Regions from separate parts of the Mus musculus genome. Here region 2 is linked to region 1. The links are chromatin contacts, called in public HiChIP or PLAC-seq maps. All regions are on one chromosome and are shown on one strand. The core of a region is the stretch at or near the end of the contact, and the rest is flanking DNA. Distances in the headings are between cores, read along the strand shown.

Region 1 (7,801 bases), core at 1,602-4,101:
GCCAGTTGACTGATCCACTTTTCGGTTCTGCCTCCTTTCTATTCACACACAGAACTCCTTTTGTCTTTGGGGAAAGGTATTTCCAGGTGGCTATACACACGTGGCACTTTCTTATTCTGGCACAAAGGGGAGCCTTGCCCTGCTTGCCCCAGGGATCAGTGAGTCACCAACACACTGGGAGACAAAGCCTTTCTCAAAGACTAATGACTGGGAACCATAGAACAGGAGCTGAACAGGGGAAGACAGAGGGGGACAGAGGTAGACTTAACTTTGTCTTCCAACAGCCAGTTTGTGACTCTTCTTGGCCACCATATGGCCCAAAGAAACACGGAGTAAAATATGGAAAATTCATACTACACTTCTGCTATTGTGATAAAAAGCAACTTGGAGAAAAGGGGACTTATTTGGTTCACAATTCCAGGTTACCGTAATCAATTGTTCTGGGGACATCTGTGCAGGCAGTTAAAGTATCATGCTCACAGTTAAGAGTGGAAAGAGACTAAACTCATAGATCCTTACCTACTTGCTTTCTCTTAGCTAACTTTCTTCTTTCTTATACTATTCGGGATCCCCTGCCTAGGGAATTGGTGCTGCCAACAGTGGGATGGATCTTCTTACATTAATGCCTGCAGTTAAGTCAATCCCTACATACCCACAGCCAACCAAATCTATACACTTCCTCATTGATACCCTCTTCCCAGGTGATCCTAGGTTATATCAAGTCGATAGTTAGCCATCAAAAGCCCATCATGCTTTTCATCATGATTTTCAACTGGCCTTCCAGAAGGTCACCAATAGGGTTGGTAACTGCCTATCTGTGCTTTTTAGAGTAATTCATGGTTTGGCTTTAGGCATCCAGAATGGTGAGGATTACCCCTGGGAGTCCCAATAGCCAAGGAAAAATCTTATACAAAATGGAATCTACTGATCTCGTAACCTGCAGATCACCAAAGTCAAAGAACAAAGTTCCATCACTGTTTGTCACTGCCTCTAGCCTCTCTACTGGGCCATCCCTCTGGCTCTCTGAGGACATCCTATTTTATCTGAGGCTCAGAGCAGATGAAAAAGCAGTTGTAACATTTACAGCATCTACTGGGGAACAGCCAGTTGTCATGATCTCTGAGAATGAGGAAATACGATGGTACTTTATTTTCAAGTAGCCCGGGAGACTTCAATGATTGCATTAAAATTTTAATCACAAACTCCTTAAGTTAGAAAGAAAGAGAGAGAGAGAGAGAGAGAGAGAGAGAGAGGGAGGGAGAGGGAGAGGGAAGGAGGGAGGAAAGCCCACAAAGGATTCATTGTATAAAAGAGTTTCACCATTTGGAGTTCTTTTATAAATTTGTGTCAGATCACAATTTGCTGTCTGGGAAATGTAAATTAGTTATTAATGAGCCAAAATTCTAACATCAAAGGCTGTGCACCCACATGCCAGAGAGAAACAAAGAACTCTCCCAGCATAGCGACTGCTCCTAGCCGACCTGAATTCTGCATTCACTTTGACGTGCTCTGCTGCCACCGTATCAAGGAGATCGTTCCTCGAAGATGTAATGGCACAGTCACCTGCATCATTACCATCACCTCCACCTGAGCATAGCTAGACTGGCAGAATCCTAGGCAGCAGGCAAGCATATATGCTCAAGGGTGATATTGCAGGGAGCATAGCTCGATGCCTCCCTTCTGTCAGCTTCATCAGATGACCATGTTCAAAGTGCATTTCATGTTTGCAGTACAGCCAGCCCCAAATGGCATGGGGGTGCTGATCTGCTTTTTGAATATTCCCATATCACTTTTTTTCATCTCTACAACCCTTTTATTTTGACTGAGATCAAGAGACGAGCTTAAAACTGCAGAGAGTTTTTGAACTTGCAGAAGTCACAGTTTCTAGTCAGCTGGCTGAAGTCTTGAAGGTCTTTGCTGAGGCTCATTTACTCATTCTTCCAACAGACAAGGCTGTTCCTTAATGGAAGTGGGAGAGACTACATGGTGACAGAGAAGGGTCAGAAAGAGGCAGCCCCATCCTCCCTGAACTCGTTGTCCGGAGAGGACAGGCAGGCAACAAGTGCTCATGTTGTTCTTCATCTGGCATCAAGAGGCAAGAAGGAATAGCCCCAGGCTAGTCCACGGGGAAGTGACTTTTGAGTAGAGAACAGAATGAAGAACAAGTTCTAGGCAGACAAGTTCAAGTGCGGATCAAGGCTATTTATGGCTATCCAATATGTGCATAGCTGGGAGCCCAGAGTTACTCTTTGCCTGCATGCAATCCTTTCTCTCTCCGGAGTGAGGTCTTTGACCTCTACATCCAGGCGAGACTTGAGCCAGACTCTCTTGCAGTCCTTAGCCAGCGGAGGTTGGATGCATCCCAGACTCCCGAGGGCAGGTGTGTTCTGACAGCCATGGAAAGTTGTGTCTTCCTAATACCAGCACCCATGATCCCAAGTCTAGTTTTTAAAAAAAAAAATTCTCCTTATACAAGGCCAACCCTTCTATCCTTTGCCAAGACCTATCTCTGTCTAGATTCCTTCTTGTCATCTACTATAAGTGTCCCTATTGTCAAGGTTTGTCTATCCCCTGGATAACCCTCACCCTTATGGAATCTTCCTGAGGGACTCAGGACCTCTGGAAGAACAACAAATACTTTTAACTGCTCAGTCATCTCTCCAACCCAAGAAAATTAAGTTCTTAACAGTCACATTTTTAGAAGAGATTTTTGGCAAGCCCCTCAGAGTGCTCTAGCACAGCAGAAATGAAGTCGTTCCCTGTTTCCAGAAACACCTATCATCCCTTGAACGCTCAGCTGTGAGGACCTCCTAAAGCAGCTGTCGCACCTCCCACGCAACCCAAATAACTTTTAGTTCTTCTAAAGGGGCCTCCCCATCACTTCCAGGCTCGCTGGCACCCATTCCAAAGGGAGTCTCACAGACCGAGAAGCAGAAGCAGCAAACAAGCTGAGCCCTCAGCCTCAGGAATTAGGGAAGCAGGACACTGGCTAGTCTACTCTTGATAGTCACAGAACACAGAGCTCCCTAACATTCTGCAGTACAAAACTTGACCTAGGACACGTGGTCCAAAGAGCTCACTTGGGCATGGTTCTCTGTACCACGCACACATGCCCATCAATAAGAGGTAAAACATATATCAAGAAAAATTTAAAAGAGTGGTAGACATTGTACAGTGTGTACAGAGAGTGTACAGTGGTAGACATTGACAGTCACATCAATGGGAAGACTGAAGCAGGAGCATCCAGAATTCCAGGCCAGCCTTGGCTACATATAGCAAGGCCTTGCCTCACAACAAAGGATAAATAAGAAAAGACATAGTCCATCTCAAGAACACCAAAATAAGCATCACAGTGAAGCAGAAATGGAATGGAAATACAAAGTAATATTCAGGGCTGGAGACCCAGAACGTCTAGGCTCCTGTTCAGAAGGCAGAAAGTGGACATTGAACATTTCCGAGGAGCAAAGAGGTCCAGCCTCATTATGTAAGAGAGTGGGCACCCTGTTCCCTGCTTGATGAGCATCTGCTAACATCCTGAAGAAGAAAATGTATGCAGAACACGCCTCGAGACCTGCTGCCGTTCATTCTTTATGCTTGCCTAACATTGTCTGAGGCTCAGGAGTGAGCCAGATGGGGTGGTTAATTCTGACTGTCAGCTAGATTAGATTACAACTCACCCTCAGAATTATTGAAGCTTATCTGTGTGTGTGTGTGTGTGTGTGTGTGTGTGTGTGTGTGAGAGAGAGAGAGAGAGAGAGAGAGAGAGAGAGAGAGAGAGAGAGAGAGAGAGACTCCCAAATATAATTAAATTATTGGGAGCTCTGACCTAATAAATGGGTTATTCTATTGACCAACTGGATGATGAACGAAGTCACTGGGGAGGTGGTAAAAGGTAGAAGGACTTTTTCTTGTACTCACATCTTCCTGCACCACTCCACTCCACTTCCTCTCTACTCTAATGTGAGCTGTTCCTGCCATGGTAGACTGAACCTTCTGACATCCTTACCCAAAATAAACTCTTCTTCCTTTAAATTGCTTATGTCACACAAAAGTGCCGCATAAGAAAATAATGTGCTCTGAGTCCCGGCAGGAGGCCTGGGATGTTGCAAGATAATTCCACCAAAGAGCACACATAGACGGTCTTAACGATGAATAGAAAGACTATTGCCAGCTGACAACTGCGTGGGAAACTTGCCCAAATGGTATAGCCCCAAACTTCACCATGCTTTGCCTTTTATGCACTAAACCCACATCCTGGATGACACACTTTAGTTAACAAGAACAGTTAGCAAGAAGCAAAACTGAAGAAGTCAAAAAAAAATTTTAGTACATTTAAGGGGCTATTCCAGACCCTGGAACTATGGACTGGGTCTTTGATGAGGTAGGACTTTGTTCTGGTTTAGTCAGGAATTGGGGCCTATGTGCTAGGCTCTAAGGTCACAATGACACCTCCAATGTGGTCAATTGTGCTAAGGTCTCTGGCTGGTTATGGAGGCATCATCACTGAAGAAAACATCTGGATTCAACCCCTGTACAGAAAGTGGCAGTCTACTCAATCCTAGTGTCGTTGGAGTAGCATTGGGGACTGGAGCTGTAGTTCATTGGAGTGGAAACAATCCATCAGATGAAATACTCCATGGAAAAAACTAGTCTCTCTTTATCTAAAGCTGCTCTGAGCCCGCACTTTTTGTCACGGTTCATGATAAAAAAAATAAAATAAAATAAAGCCCTGGAATCAAACAGACCTGGACTCCTGTCTATTCTCTGATGTACTTTATCATTTTGCAGCTACTCCACTGATTAATGATAATACCTACCACAGAAGCAGCTAAAGGAAGTCTTACCATCTACCTATACAGTCTTCCCGTCTATAATTTGACTGATAATGTTTACTTCACAGGGTTGTAAGATACCAGGAGCTCATATGTGTAACCACACAGCACAGAGAGGGTACCCGGTCTTGATGGTAATTATGATCTGTTGATGCCCTCGTTGTCTACATGAGAGAATGGATCCTGCAGATACACAGTCTTATCTCCTGAGCAGGAAAATTGACAGGGTGCCGTTCTAGCTGAGCAAGAAATCTGTTGAATATGTGATAACCCCTGCGAAGAGTTTATAAAACTAGGTTCCAGTCTGTGATACTAAGGAAGCCGGAGTCTATATTCTCAGAGAAGTTAAGGTAGCTTTATGTGTGGAATCAGAGATTCTCGGAATGCTCTCAATAAGAACATCTGAGTTCTTATCTCAGGGCCTCAGTTTCCTTATCTGTAGGGCTAATGACAGTACACAGCACACAGGAACATGTGACATTAAATAAGATAATATTACCTTTATGACACTGTTTCAGACTTTTCATCACTCAGATGTGGCACACACCTGAGAGAAATATCTTAGAGAAAAGGAAGAACTTGGACTGAGCGCCCCAGGTGTTTCAGCCCTTCATGGGCAGCTAGGAGAAGATGGTTAAGCAGAGCCATCCATATCAAGGCTCCCAGAAATCACAAAGAGTGTCTGTGGTTCCAGGCTCCCTTCTTCTACCCATTTTATCCTACCTAGGTTTCTAGTCCATAGGTGGGGTAACTGATCCCCAAGCTGGGTCATCTCCCACTTTGTGAATCCTCAGAGATGGGTAGCAGTGTGTTTTACCACCTTCCAGGCACTTCTCAAGTCAATCAAGGTTATGGTCAAGATAAACTATCACATACCACAACTACCCAAACTACCATTTTGGTGTTTGGAGTTATTCACGCCAAAGCAGATGGCTAGACACTGGTAGTGCCAAAATTTGAAATCCAGGTATACAAAGCTCCAAAACTTGACCTTTTGCCACGTTCCAGTTACCTTGTTACCTCAAGGGAACTCACTGTACAAAAGCCCTTTGCTGTTCCTCAAGGTGTTTGAGAGCAGGAATTATATGTCTTCTTTTCCCATTTAGTATATGGGTTTATATTTTCCTCATTAAAACATTCCTTAAGCTAAATTTGAAAGGCTGATTGGATAAATGAATGCATTCATGCATAACGTAAATGAAAAAAAAAAAAGATCCTTACTAAGGAAGTACAGATCAAAAATACTCAGTCAAAAGCAGAAAGAATAAAGATAAAGAAGGGGAGAAGGAGGAATAAATTGGGGGAAGATTTGTGTAGTCGAGTGACAATGGGACCCTCTGAAGGATAAAGGTGAAAGGTTGTCGCCTTGACAGTAAAGAAAGGTGTGGGAGGTATACGGAAGCAATGGCTGGCAGGAAGGGGGGACAGCTGAGGACCAGTGATGCTCTCAAGACCACTGCTGTGAATGGGTGAGCTGTGTAGTGCTGAGCACACAGCAGGAATTGTGTTTGCTTCCTATGACATGGGATGAATCTGATGCTCCTAAGCCCTATTAACTCCCATTTTGGAGTTGGGGGGGGGGGGGACACACACTAGGTTGAAAATTCTGGAAAGGAAAGAGATCCTCAAAAAAAAATTAAATTAAAATTTTTTTTAAAAGTGTCCTTGAAAGGATCAAAGAGTTGGACCTAGAATTTTTAGGCTTGAGGGTTACAAACCAGTATTTTAGGAAGGGGGACAAAGAACGCAGTGGAGATTGTTAGAACACATCGCCCTTTGAAAGACTATGTGAGTGAGAGTGGGATGGGTTTGTTTGGGTCCTCATGCAATGCCTTCCTCCCCTTTCTGAAACTGAGTTGTAGTCAAAATATGTTTAAAATAATAGCTGTTGACAAAGAAGTTGCATTCAAGTTCTCTATGACAACCACACAGCAATGAACCTAGCCCCCTGCGCAGAGCTTCTGCAGTTCAGGTTAAACTCATCCATCCTGTCTGTCTGTCTGTCTGTCTGTCTGTCTATCTATCGATTGATCAATCCATCTATCGATCAATCTCCTTATCTCTGTCCATATCCCCCTTCCTTTAATAAGCATTTACTAAGTAACTATCTGTAGCCTACCATTTACGTCCTTAGGTTAGGTAGCTAGTCACAGTGTAGTGTTTCTTAGTAGTTAGGATTACCTCTGAGCATCTGAAACCCCTGTAACACAGGCTTGGACCCGTTCTACTCTTTTGTACAACCTAATGCCAACCTAACCCTGCTTTCTCTCTCCTTTTTCAAAACCATTCTTCTTCTTCTTCTTCTTCTTCTTCTTCTTCTTCTTCTTCTTCTTCTTCTTCTTCTTCTTCTTCTTCTTCTTCTCCTCCTCCTCCTCCTCCTCCTCCTCCTCCTCCTCCTCCTCCTCCTCCTCTTCTTCCTCCTCCTCCTCCTTCCTCTTCCCCCTTCATCTCCCCCCCTCCTCCTGCCCCTCCTCTTCCTCCTCCTTCTCCTCCTCCTCTTCTTCTGAGACGTGGATAGGTAATTATGGCCTCTCTATAACTACAACATTTATCCTCTGACACATTCACTTGGCTCATGTGAATCTGGCCAAACCTGGCCCCAGACTTAGCACCCACCCAACAGTCCCCCACCTACTCAGATGGCTGCTAGATATGAGCACTGGATAGAGCCCTCTTTCCTGAGAGAGCAAAGGCTCTGTCCTCTCCCACCCAAAAACATTATGACTCTGCAAGGCACCAAGCAGAATTTACTTATGACATGCCATATACATTCTTTGGGGATACCTTTAGACCTTACTTGGCAAAGGCCCTGGAGATGGACAAGGTAGCTTCACACGCATGCTGCTATGCTAACTCGGGCTTCTGTGTTTTGCTCTCTATTGAGGTCAGAGTCTTGTTTTTCCCCTTCCATTTCACAGACAGCCCCTCCAATTGTGGTTTTCACTTCAGGCATTCATATCACAGTCTCA
Region 2 (7,801 bases), core at 3,938-6,437, 180 kb before region 1:
AGCTTCTGTAGGGGAGGTGCCAGCGTGCAGTTGTGGCCAGAGCTTCTAGCACTGCACACTGAGTAGCTGAGCCTTGGCTTGCCTGTCCCAATCATTGTCATCTGCACTGACACCCCTCCTCACAGCTTGGACATGTGTCGACAAGGCTCTGGCTGTGAGCCTGCTTTCCTCATAGAGGTCCAGTGCCTGCAATAACTGGATTTTTCTCTTGTGGTGGAGAGTAATTGGGTTAAACTCAGCAACATTTGATTCTGACTTACAAATGGCCTGATCTAGTTTGGGCCTCTGTGAACTCCAGGCGGGAATGAGCAGACAGTTAGACAGATGTCCTCTGGCTGTCCTGTGGCAATTTCAGTGCACACTCAGGAGACATCACATGGAAATTTCTGGAGGGAGGCAGGGTTTGTGGGCTTAGGATGTAAGGCGAGCGTCTGGGAGGCTCAAAAGAGGAGGAAGCAATGCTTGATCATATCACAGTTCGAACTTATGGCCGTGCAAACGTTTTCATAGGAATAGATGGAAACACAGACATTCAGTGACACCTGCAAATGCAGACTTAGGAGGTACTGTGTGGGAGGGCATGTCAGGTAATATCGGCGAGCAGAAAAAAAGAGGTTTGCTCTGGTGTGCCACCGCCGCCCGGCTAGTACCTCTGTTTTATAATCCCACAAGGTCAGCACGGAAACAGAAAGATGTTCCAGTGCTAAGAGCATCTGGAAATTCAACCCTGCTGAAGATTGCTTCCTCCTCTGACCAGCAAGACCTATGTGCCTCCACTCTGGAGGACTCCTTGTGAGTTGCTGGCTGGAGAGCCAGTGAGATGTCCAATTGTGAGGAACGCTTTAACTAGTCACCCACAGTCTGCCAGACGTAAAAAACTATCTTGACATTTTTAAGATCATACTCGACAGTCAGGCACCAGAGGTTGGTAGGGTAAAGTGATTGTCCTGTCAACAAGCTTGGATTAGGTGTGTCTGTCCACGTGGTAACAGAGCAGGAGAGGGTCGTGGGTGGACACCCCTCGCATTCTCTTCAGGAGCTTCAGCTTGCAAATGAGCAAGTGCATCTCAGGGTTGTGTGTGAGAGAGAGAGGAAGTCTTCAACACCCAATAGCTTCTAAATTATGAGTTAAAACAAATTAATGACTCCCAGATGAGGAAAGTTTCCATTGAGACATACGAGTCATCAACCTAGGAAGAGGTCCCAGTGCCCTCAGCGCATGCCAAACTGGTTCCCAGCTCAATAATCCTTTAGAGTCAACTGTCTCTTGCAGGGAGAGGCCGTCCCAGGAGGTGGCATGAATCATGAGTCGGATTGACACAGGAGAGACCAAGTCTTGGCTGAACCATGAGGAACCAGCCAAGGTCTGATTCGAACCTAAATGAGGATGAGGAAGGAACAGAGAAGCAGACCAAAGGTGCCCTCATCTAAGTGTCTACCTGTGGTTGCACATCACCACGGAGCCTCTGGGTGCACCCAGTCATACCCTTCCAAGAGGCGTTCCTTCATGTGACCCTGCTCACTCTCCACCTTGTGTGTGCTGTCACACTAAATGAAGGGAAGCAGGATCCAGTGCCACCTCAAGTAGCTCTGAGGGTCAGTGACCCGGGCAGGAATCCTCCCAAACAAGTTCATACCGCATTATGATGCCTCTAGAGCTGGCCGAAGACTTGAGCTGAGGAGAGGAGCTGTGTGCTCCTCAGACCCTCTCATTCTGTACACACTCCCCACAGAGGTGTATTCACAGCTGTGGAAGCCTCAGTTACCCCCCCACACACACACACACACGACAAATGCCCAATTCCAGGTCCTTGAGTCAACAGTGTCTCCTAAGCCTGCTATGTGACAGGCCCCAACCAAGCCAACTGAAAAGTAGACACAGGAAGGTCAGTAAAATACGGTGTTGGCTGGCAACACTCAGGGATGGCTTGGGGGTCTAGGGCTACTGCTTTTTTTTTTTCACACAAACTTGTAGTAAATAAAAACAGTAATAATGGCTTTTTAAAAATCTGCTATTTGTTGAGAATTTAGCAAATTACTTCATTCCATCTGCTCAGTATAAAATACTTTTTGGGCCTCAGAACATGCATCACAATCTACTTCAGACTGAGTGAATTATTTTAGCTCTTCATCTCCATCGTGATGTTATTAAGGGTGGGGTGGTATTTAAAAGATGATTAAGGGACCCATACACACAACTGGGGTCAGGAACCTTTTGAAAGAGTTTGGGAGGACCAGTGTCTCCTTGGCTTGTCGTTCCCTTCTTTTATCAAGTGAGGACATGACGTTTTTCCCATCTGGTGGGCACAGGAAGAAAGGTTCCATCCTGGAAGCAGAGACTGAACCCTCACCAGACACACCTGCAAACTCCTTGATCACAAACTTCTCAGCCTATAGAATCGTGAGAAGCAAATTGCTGTTTGTAAATCTACCAGTTCCGACTGGTTATGACATCTTCTTCATGTGGACCAAGCCCAGCTCAGGCATACCTCCTCAGAACACAGCCCTACCACAGCTTAATCTACAGAGAGGGACAGAGCAACTCACACCTCAGGAATATTGTGTTATGGATCATTTTAGCAATGAGACTAAGATCGTAGTGCTTTGTCATTCAATTTTCATATACATGATAAGAAAAATACAGAGGTCTTTGATCCACTTAGATTTGAGCTTTAGTCATTAGATATGCACTCACTGATAAGTGGATATTAGCCCAGAAACATAGAACACCGAAGATAGTTTGCAAAACACAAGAAAATCAAGGAGAAGGAAGACCAATGGGTGGATACTTCATTCCTCCTTAGAATAGGGAACAAAATACCCATGAAAGGAGTTACAGAGACAAAGTTTGGAGCTAAGACGAAAGGATGGACTATCCAGAGACTAACCCACCCAGGGATCCATCCCATAATCAGGCACCAAACCCAGACACTATTGCATATGCCAGAAAGATTTTGCTGAAGGGAGCCTGTTATAGCTGTCTCGTATGAGGCTATGCCAGTGCCTGGCAAATACAGAAATGGATGCTCACAGTTATTTATAAGATGGAACACAGGGCCCCCAATGTAGAAGCTAGAGAAAGCACCCAAGGAGTTGAAGGGGTCTGCAACCCTATAGGTGGAACAACAATATGAACTAACCAGTACCCCCAGAGCTTGATGTCTAGCTGCATATGTAGCAGAAGATGGCCTAGTCGGCCATCACTGGGAAGAGAGGCCCCTTGGTCTTGCAAACTCTATATGCCCCAGTACAGGGGAATGCCAGGGCCAAGAAGTGGGAGTGGGTGGGTAGGGGAGCAGGGAAGGGGGGAGGGTATAGGGAACTTTCAGGATAGCATTTGAAATGTATATAAAGAAAATACCTAATTAAAAAAAAAGAAAATATGGTGCTGATGGATAACGATTTAAAATGGAAATAAAACAAGCTCACTACTATTTATACTTCCATATCAATTAAGCATATTTAGAGATTACAAACTGAATTCCTTTAAAAAGGTACATTTTTCAATGCAGAATGAATCAGAGAATTTTCAATATCATCCAATTAGAATATGTATATATATATATGTAAATATGTATATATATGAGGCTGAGTTTATCATATACAACTACTAATTGTGTATTAATTAATATCTGCTTATTGTTCTCACTGATTGACTTTGTAACTGCCACCAACGTGAAATTATAAAGTAAATGTCCCCGGATAAAATTATATTTTTATCTGTTTCATATGCTGAGATTATCCATCATATTTTGTTTGGGGTGGGGGGATATTTCATGCTAAAGAAAATTAAGACCATAGAACACACTGAACAGTTCAGTGGCCCCTCCAGTGCCCTCCGTGACTCCTTGGCCTCCATAGCCCCTCCCCCTAACTTACACGCCTTCCTTCCTCTCCTGAGTGCGGCTCATGAGGACCCTCTTCGCCTTCCATGTCTGCTGTCCATCACATGCCAGCGTCTCCAGGCATGAAACATGTATAATCATGGAAATGTTCACCTATGCGCTTCCCGTGTTGCTGTAACTTTTTTGTCGGCACGTCTACATTCCTGCATGGGAAGGGCTGTGCTGGACAGGTTTAGGTACGTGCTGGCTGCTCACGGCTAGGCTCATACTATCTGCTAAACAAATGTGTGTCCGATGAAAGAATGAGCAAATGAGTGGTATCAATAACAATCGCGATTCAGCCCTTGGTGAACTTAAGCATTAAGCTTTCAAAACATTTGTGCCTGGTACTTACTGCCTCCTATGCCGCTCTGCTCCTAGGAGCTGCCTCATTTAGCCTCAAACAAGCTCCCTGAAGGAGGTAATATGATTGCCATGAGAATTTATTTCAAACGAGAAAAATGGAACACAGTGAATGATCAAACTGTCATGGCTAGTAGAAGGCAAAGTGACCTTGGAACCCAAGCTCCTTTATGGTCTGGGCCCTTCCCCGAGTGTGTGCTGCTGCCTCCTGCACAGTGAAGCCTACATACAGGGAAGCTGCAGGTTTCCTTGGTTTCCCAAAGGCTTGAGAACTTTCTGGCAGAAGAGATATGTTAGTCATCTACATTTGATGGTCCCAGAGTATACTGAACTCTTAGATGCTGATTTCAGTGCTGTCTCTTGTTCTTGCCGAGCCAGTGTGTCTTGTTTCTCCATTGGCCATTGGAAAAGCCAGAAAAAGAAGTTGAGGGCCCATGTGTCTTAAACACCAGTGCAGAAGCTGCTATCTACTGGCTGGCTGAGGCCCCCCGTGAAGCTGCTTAATAATATTTAAAGTGTATCAATCACCCCAGTATACCACTGCCTGCTGTTGGGCTAAAATACACATGAAATGCCTGTTCTATTAAATTTCCTTTCTTTCTTTCTTACATTCTAATTGCTTAATTATAACGTGTTGTGGAACTTGAAAGCAATGCTTGCTCAAATTATACTAAAGGTTGGTGTAAATGAGATTCAGCTGTGGCGTTCTCGTGTGATTTTTCTTGCTGGTGCTGAGGTGGGAACACAGTCATGTGCATGCTAGGCACATGTTCTACCACTGACCTGCATCCCTGTTGAGATGTGACATCTGAACTCCAAGGTGTCTCCTAGCAGTTGCTCTGGCAACACTGAAGTCTTCTTGCCTCTCTTCCTGGTGTGTGTCCATCTTCCAAAGAGGTGAAGCTCAGTCCCAGATAGGCAAGGCCATGCTAGACTCTTTATCTGGCTCTCCACGTGGTGGCAGTACACAACACTTCCTTAGGGAGGAGCTAGACTCAGGGCCCAACCTTTGATTCTCAATCTCTTCCTTTTCTTCGGAGGCAAATTATCACAAACTTTTAAGTAATAGCAAATATTATTTGTGTCTGTTTTGAAGCAGTCATTCAGAGTGACATAGAGCTTTGCCAAAGTCAAACTAAACACATTTCATCACACCATTTTTCATAGAGAGGTTTTTCCTTTCACAAAATTATCCACAATTAAAACTGGAGAGAGATTTTTTTTTTCAACTGTCACAGCCTTTTAGAAGATAAAGTTTTTTTTCCAAAAAAAAAAAGCAATTTATAATGCCAGTAATTTTCTCTCTCTATCCTGCCATTATTAAGGCTACTGGTTTGGGGTTTATTTATTTATTTGTTTTTTTTTTTTTAATTCAGCCCCTGTCTCTCTGTAATGCTCACATAATGGCCTGTCTCTAACTTCACCCATTGCCATGGAAGTAATTATTCTACTCACTCAGACAGTCAATTTGCCACCAAATCAAAGAGGAAGTAGTTGGGTTCAAAACAAAACAAAACAAAACAAACCTCCCTCCATGGAGCAAGACAAAATGAGGAGGATAGAGAGACCACAGAGTTCTGTGGAAGGGGGCTGTGAGCCCAGGTTTTGAAATGAAATATCATCTGAAAAAGACAATGACATTGAAGTGAATAAAATGACTGTTAGAATCCATGATTAGAAGATCCTGAATGAATAGCTCTCTACAGAACTCATACTTCATTCAGTAATATTCTGAGTGAATCCTCTTTTATAAAATCTGGGAAAGGAATCACAAGATCCATGCTTTGGACATAATTTAAGTCAGCATGTCCTTGATGGGTTATTTCTCTGCTGGTAAAATGAGCCAATCCAAGCCAGATTAGATATATTAAACAGAAGCTGCTCTCTTGAGAGTTCACAGGCCAGGGGAGTCGCCATGGAGAAGGGGAAGAAAAAGAGAGAAAGGGCTGAGGCAGAGAGAGAAGGAGGAGGACTACAATGAGGAGAAGGAGTGGGAGGAGGAGGAAGAGGGGGAGGAGGAGGAGGAGGAGGTGGAAGAGGAGGAGGGAGGCCAAACTGTCTGGATAATATAGGGAGGAGCCTCTAGGAGAATGGTAGCCCAACCTGTGGGCTGCAAAGTTCAAGTTGGGAGCAGGGTATGCCAGGTATGGACTGAGAGATTCTTGGAGGACCTAGAGGCCAGGTCTGCTTTGATATGTAATATATGCACCTCAGTCCCTTGTCCCGGGATCCAGGGTCCAAAAACAAACAGTCCTGTCTCTCTATTTGGGGGAAGGCTTAAACTAAAACTTCCCCAAGCATAACAAAATCTACACTAGAAATGTCATGAAATAGTCCTGAGGTCAAGGATCAAGTGGTCTCTGACTACAGCGTCAAAGATTTTGTCATACAAAGTACACAGAACCCATACTCAGGAGACCCCGATACAAACTGGAGCTCTGTTCCTCTGAACCCCAAGAACACAAGTAACCCCAAAACAGGGCTATTCCAATGACCAAAAGAGAAGGATGATGCCACACTTTATAAACCAACACTACCTTCCAAGTACTACTTAGTATTGTTTCTGCTGTTTGTTGCCCACCGCCATCCCCACCCCGGCATGCGCTACAGAATGTAACCTTTGCCAGCAATCTGGTTTTGTTGTTGTTGGTTTTTGTTTCGGTTGCATTGGGTTTAGGTTTTTTGAGGCAGGGTTTCTCTGAGTAGACTCCTTTGCCTGTCCTGGAACTTAAACCAGGTTGGCTGGCCTCAGAGTCAGAGACCCTCGGCTTGCCCCTGTCTCCTGAGTGCTGGGACTGAGTGCCCATCATAACTGGCTCTGACCAAACTGTAAAAGGGCATCATCAGAAGCTTCCCAGCAGGGAAGAAGGTGTGGTCTGAAGAGGAGGGAAGAGGTGGGAACCACGTGCAGGGTACATTTCCGCCTCTTCCTATAGAGGTGCAGACCTGGGCACGGAGGATGTCTACGGCTTAGCAAAGTGACCCATGGTGCTCTTGGGAGGTAGTGGAATCTTTAAAAGGTGGGAACCACTTCTGACCACTCGCGATTGCCCTTCTTGTGCTTTTTCAGTCCAGCCATGGGGTAAATAGTTTATTCTACCACACCCTCCTTACCACAGCTCCAAACCATCGGAGCCAATTGGTCACAGTCTGAAATCTCCATAACTGTGAGACAAAATGAAAACAAACCCTCCTTCACTCTGAGTTCATTAATCAGGGGATTTTGTCGGAGTACTGGACAGCTAATGCACACAGGAAGTTCAGACTGGACAGTGAAATTGTAGGCTTGAGTGACAGGGACCTGAAACCTGCCACTATATAGCCACGTGACTCCCGGCTATTTCCTCACTTATTTGATTACGCTTTCAAATTGTGCACAGAGACACAGGATCTGAAGTCAGGCAGTTTGAGTTCCAATCTTGATCCCTCAAATGACTTGAGAGGTTATCTTAAGATAAATACACAAACTAGCCAGTGTTTATTGGGCATTTATGAATGCCGGCACTGTTCCAAATGCCACCCAGGTATTAACCCAGGCAGTCTTTGCAATTACT

Evidence for each region. HiChIP or PLAC-seq counts read pairs in DNA pulled down with a chosen protein or histone mark.
Region 2: a RAD21 HiChIP or PLAC-seq map of pro-B cells shows a contact between it and region 1, with 3 times the contacts expected there. The contact joins two enhancer-like sites. A contact is called at or near these places in 1 of 39 promoter capture datasets (the C10 cell line), 2 of 15 datasets of contacts at CTCF or cohesin (large pre-B cells and pro-B cells), 18 of 484 Hi-C or Micro-C datasets (the 63-12 cell line, B cells, the C10 cell line and 14 more) and 3 of 115 datasets of contacts at active chromatin or transcription factors (large pre-B cells and regulatory T cells).

The regions. Positions count from the first base shown.
Region 1 is chr3:52,569,056-52,576,856 of GRCm38.p6, reverse strand. No RefSeq gene overlaps it. Among named protein-coding and RNA genes, the nearest start is that of Gm40047, 7.2 kb to the left of the region's middle. Within about 2 kb of position 2,851, at least 26 of the 459 cell types and tissues checked have an H3K27ac peak or open chromatin away from gene starts, as enhancers often do. A contact at or near this core is called in the 63-12 cell line, B cells, cerebral cortex and 2 more, where this site is marked.
Region 2 is chr3:52,756,162-52,763,962 of GRCm38.p6, reverse strand. All of the region lies in intron 1 of Gm2447 (predicted gene 2447), which reads right to left. Among named protein-coding and RNA genes, the nearest start is that of Gm2447, 20 kb to the right of the region's middle. Within about 2 kb of position 5,187, at least 10 of the 459 cell types and tissues checked have an H3K27ac peak or open chromatin away from gene starts, as enhancers often do. A contact at or near this core is called in the 63-12 cell line, B cells, cerebral cortex and 2 more, where this site is marked.